Regions from separate parts of the Arachis hypogaea genome. Here region 2 is linked to region 1. The links are chromatin contacts, called in public Hi-C maps. All regions are on one chromosome and are shown on one strand. The core of a region is the stretch at or near the end of the contact, and the rest is flanking DNA. Distances in the headings are between cores, read along the strand shown. Region 1 has its middle 13 kb from the start of LOC112709768. Region 2 holds the start of LOC140181453.

The links. A called contact is a pair of places that touch in the nucleus more often than the background predicts.
Region 2: a contact with region 1 is called in a Hi-C map of leaf, with 2.5 times the contacts expected there. The contact joins the promoter of LOC140181453 here to the enhancer-like site in region 1. A contact is called at or near these places in 2 of 8 Hi-C or Micro-C datasets (both in leaf).

The regions. Positions count from the first base shown.
Region 1 is chr1:29,689,697-29,692,396 of arahy.Tifrunner.gnm2.J5K5, forward strand. No RefSeq gene overlaps it. Among protein-coding and RNA genes, the nearest start is that of LOC112709768, 13 kb to the left of the region's middle. Within about 2 kb of position 1,280, at least 1 of the 3 cell types and tissues checked has open chromatin away from gene starts, as enhancers often do.
Region 2 is chr1:29,792,809-29,795,508 of arahy.Tifrunner.gnm2.J5K5, forward strand. It overlaps LOC140181453, which reads right to left and starts at 1,379. Exons shown (of 7, transcript XM_072225051.1): 1 at 1,321-1,379; 2 at 881-1,071; 3 at 253-606; 4 at 1-138. The coding sequence starts at 1,379.

The DNA.
Region 1 (2,700 bases), core at 30-2,529:
AGATTAAGGTGCCAGGAATGAAGAAAGTTGTAGAAATAATTGAAAATATCCACCAAAAAATTGGAGGAGGAGGAGGAAAAGAAGAAGCAGCAACAGCAGCTCTACTCTCTAACGGCTCTTTGTCTCTCTCCGTGACCATGACTCCGTCTCTGGTCTCTACTCTCAGACATTGGAGAATAAGAAGAAGCCTCACTTTGAACTCTGATTCTTTGAAGGTTTGGGGTTAATTTTTGGGGAATTGAGTGAAACGAGAGATGTAAGAAGCAAACGCGGGTGTATTTTTTGTTGATAAAAATCGACGGTAGTTTTGCCAATTTTAGTTAAAAGAAAAATCAACACTTTAGCTATCTATTTTATATAATAAATCTACGCCATTCATTTAGTTTTGGAAAGAGATCTTTATCGTCTAAATTTATCGACGACAAAAGCTGTCGATATTATAATTATTAAAATAGACAACTGGTCTGTCGATTTTAAGGAAAATATTTTCACCCAATATTTCGTCGACAATGTGACGATAATATTAAAATGTTAGAAGGTTGCCAAAATAATAGACGACATATATAGTTGTCGATTTTAATATTTTATTTTTAATAATTTCTTTTTCATTTTATCGACGACAAGCCGTTAAAAAATATTGACAAAAAAATTAACCGTCGATTTTTAGCGTCAATAATCACACTGTTTCTTGTAGTGTTCGTCACTCACATGCCATTCAAAATAAGTTGAAAAATGTTGGCGTTAAATATTTTCTTTTAACAATTAAAATTTAGATAAAATGAGTTTGACACTTCCCATTGCACAAAAATTAACATATTTGCAATAAACACTTATAGATAATATATATGTGTACTTAACTACTTATAAATTATCAAGTAATTAAATAAAAGTTGATTATATAACGACAGAAGAAAAAAATAGTTGAACTCACATTTGGATATGTGTTTTCACAGTGTTTTTACTTTTTACCACTTGAATGTGCATGACATGCATTCCATCTGGCCCTCGTTTCGCAAATGCTTATCCTTATCTTTCTTTTTAAATCCTATATTAGTCAAATATTAAAGATATCAAATCTTCAAGGCCTTGATATGCAACAAATGCATGCATGAATCTGGGAAAAATGGGAAATAACGACAAAAATAAAAGACTAGCTAATTAGAGTTAGCTTGATAAGCGAAAAAAAATGATTTTTTTTTCTATCTGGGTATAGTCTTTAGGTGATGATGTTGATGTGGCTGGATTATTGTATATGGTGGTGGATGTTGGGACAATCTTTTTTCTTTTTTATTTTGGATGTTGGAAAATTAGTTTATCGTTGATAACAATGTCGAAGAATATCAACTAGCTAGTTGACCATAACACACCTTAAATCTTCCTCCTCTACCGGGTTTAGCATGTAGCAAACTACCGAAAAAGAAAATCTATTAGTCATTTGATAATCTTAATAAATGTTACTATTATTAGATCTAATCAAGTGACATTTTAACAATATAGATGAATAATGATTCGTATGGGTTCATTTTCTTTTCTTTGAACTCATCGTGGTGGAAATAATCCAAAAAAATATCTTTCGTAATAAATTGTCACTTTAATTTTCGCTATTGTGAATATTACTGTGGGCTGCTTAATACTTATCAAATATTAGTATTAACTATTGTTCGGTAGCTTGGGTACCGGACGGTTCGGAAAGATTCCTCGGGTGGTAAGGTGGGGTTTCAACCTGGTTTAGGGTTGCGGAGATGGAGCTGGAGCAGCCGACTTCCTGTGTTCCTGGTGTGGAGGGGGCGTCACCTGCAAAGACACTCCGACGCCCAAGTCAATTGAGTGTGCAGGCAAAAGAAGAGGAATAAAGTGATGTGTCACGTACCTTGGGGGAAGGGTAGGACCCTCCCCATATATACCATGTCAGAAGCGGGTCCCACAGAAGCAGAACCCACCTTCGTTGAAGCTTCCTCATACAGCTGTAGTAGAGAGCTGTCCAGGACACGTGTTCGGATCGGTATTTGATCGCCTCGCACCCAACCGTTCGGGTCGAATGGTTCGTGGGTCGGGTCGGCCCATGTTATATGTGGGCCAGGCTATAACAACTATATACATTATTCATTGGTGAAAGATAATATGTTTTATTCGAACGTGAAAGTATGTATGAATTGCCACGCAGAATACAAAGTCAGCATCAGGTGCAAATCAAGGCTACATATATGTTATGTTTAATTATCCATTAGAAAAATTCTTGGGATCAACAATTTTTAATTAGTATTTTTTTATTATTATTTAATTAGTGTAAATATTTAATTAATTTTAATAAATAAATTTTACTAATTCATATATATAAATTCTAAAAAATATAAACGTAAATTGATACATGTACATTATGAGTAATTTTTTATGCCATTTCATATAAGAAATCAATGCATTATGTTCAATTATAAAGTGTTTTAGTGCTTAATTTAAATATTATTTTTATTACTTTAAATTTATGAATTTTTGTAGGAAATAATAAAAAAGAAACAATAAAAACACTAATAGAGGAAATACTCAAACAACATTTCTAGAGAACATTTCTAGAGACTCAAAATGGAGTTTTGCTTAGCCACTTTTTGGAGTTGTTGAAAAATTTGAGACAATCACAAATTATGAGAACGAAAATCAAAGAAGTCTTTGGCAGAAGCAAGGAAGGTGATATGCAAGAGGAAG
Region 2 (2,700 bases), core at 129-2,628, 100 kb after region 1:
TGTACCCAAATATTCTCCAAGGTGCTTCACATAGAGATATATATCTACAGTCATAATACATGCTAACTTCATCACACTCATCATTCTCTACATCGGTTGTGCTACTGTTGTAAAACGAAGCAGTTGCTCGATCGTTTCCTTTATTAACATACTTGAATAAGTATTTGATTGATCTTGATTAGTTGCACCATTCAACGTTAATGTGTGCCCCATATCTCAAAAGAAGTTTTTTATTGTGTGGGACAACATAACGATTGTCAAGTTCAACCCCACATTTGCTAATTGTCTTTCCATCATCTCTTCGCCTGTAAATAGGATATCCATCATCGTCAATAGTAGTGTTGTTGACAAATTTTTTAGGAAAGTGTCTAATGCACTTTCCATTCTCCATGCACGGTGAGTCTTTCTTGATGCTCCTACATGAACCGTACATCATGTTTTTTTCTACAACTTCATAGTATAGTGGATCTCTATCCTTATCTGTTATTTCAGCACTTATGATTTGATCAATATCATCTGCAGCTGGATACTTGTCATCTCTATGTAAGAAGACCAAGATGTATGCTTGGGGTAGACCATGCTTCTGGTATTCGATAGTATAGACAACTGAAACAATTAAACAAATTTAGTTCACAGAATAACCTTGAAAGTATGAAGTAATTTGATAAAATGAAGGAGCATGTGGTTTTTAGATTATTCATCGGTCCCCGGTCCAAATTTTGTGCGTAATATAATTCTTATACAATGTTCTCAAGGTGAGTAGTTGAGTTGACCATAAATAATTAAAATTAAAAACCATATCACATTGTACCGGGGGAAATAAGACAATACAATCCTTAAGTAAACATCAAAATATATTTCAGATTACAAATAATTTTACCTGCAACGACCCTTCTAAATATATTGTTCTCTCTGATGTCTTGGATTAGACGATCCAATTTGACCTTAAAGGTTTGACATACCATATCAGGACGGTCTTCAGCATTTAGATCCCTATTCTTTAGAAAATTAAACTCAGGCCACTTAGGATTGCAAGTAAAGGTTAAGAAAAGCTCTGGGTATCCAACAACCCTACAAATTGTCATAGTATCTTGATAGTTTAGTATGATATATCATGGCCCTCCAGTGAAACATGACGAAAGTATGATACGTTTACCCCTTGATGAAGGTGTTGTTTCACCCATCAATACAACTTCACTTATTCCATTGTACATCTCACACCTAAATTTATCCTTGTCTAATCAAATGTATGTTAGTCTAGCAGACTCAACCACAGAATATCCATCCACCAAAAATTATTGGAATAATCTTTTTGAATACAGTAATGGAGAACCATCAGCTAACCTTTCCTGTATCCTAAATGCAAAAAAGTCCTTCATCGTTACATCTTCGTGGCCCTTGGTCGAGTTAGTACGTCTTTTGATAAGAGGTATATGCTCCTTGAAACTGTTCTTCCCATAAGAAAACAACAAAGGATACTGCAATCTAAGTAGGAAGGATTAAGCTGATTTATTCTCTGAAGTCTTCCACTTCGAGTCTCGACAACAATATCTCTATCTGTTTCTTCGAGATCAAAGTCACCCACAATCAATGCTGCCACCTCGTTTGTTGATGGTAGGTTATACCTTCTACCATCGTTTCCTCACTTTCCCAACGATCTAAGCTTCACTGCCGATGTGGCATCACCTCGTTTGTGAAGTGTATATTTTATACTGTTAATTTGAAAATATATATAATATTGTTATAGGTTATTGGCATTTTTAAATTGGTTTTTACATTTTTTTATCCAAACAATTTGCATATACGGACATTGAAAGAATGATACATAAATATACCCTAATGCAAGTAGGATACATCATATACATATTTATTATATAATTCACTTATTTTTATACGTCACATTCTTTCTTTTTAAAGATCACCTAAAATTGAAAGTCAGATACATGAGGTTGATGTTTATTTTAAGATGAAACTACCATGTGTAACTTTGAACCTCTATTATTTCTACTACCAATTTTTGCAGAATATGTTAAAATTAGTTGTGGAATAATAGTTTAAATATGAGTGGATAATCTTTAATTAAATATTACTTGTTAAACTTTGTAATAGATAGATCGATCCACACATGAGATCTGAATGATGACTTGATTTAAAAATGAGAAATAACAATAACATAAAACAAAGTAGCTTAGTACTAATAAACTTACACACATTTGAATGAACTATACAACAAATTAGAAAGGAACATACAACTCTAACACTTAAACAACATAAGACAACTAAAGACACACTCCATACAATGGGGATACCCATCTGGCTTTACTAACAACTAATGCCTAATGACTCTAAAGACGTTAATGTAAACCATGATTCTATGCACTAAACCATAAACTAACAACTTAAGATCTAGATACTACAACACAATCAGCATACTATTTAACTACTCCAGCCTTGACAAATCATCACACCATATAAAGACTGTTTGCGTGAAGCGTGGCTGAGTTTACGGACACATGATCCTCCCAGCTCTGGTGCAATAAATGCTTCCTCCTTACAAAGTGGTTCCTCATTTTTGAAAACAAGATGTCTGTCTTTTTAGCATCATTTGCAAACATTGTCCTAAATTCCATAACCAAAATAATGTCCTTCTCAAGGAACATGGTGGGATTGTAAGGAATGCCAAGACCTGAAATCCTAAGC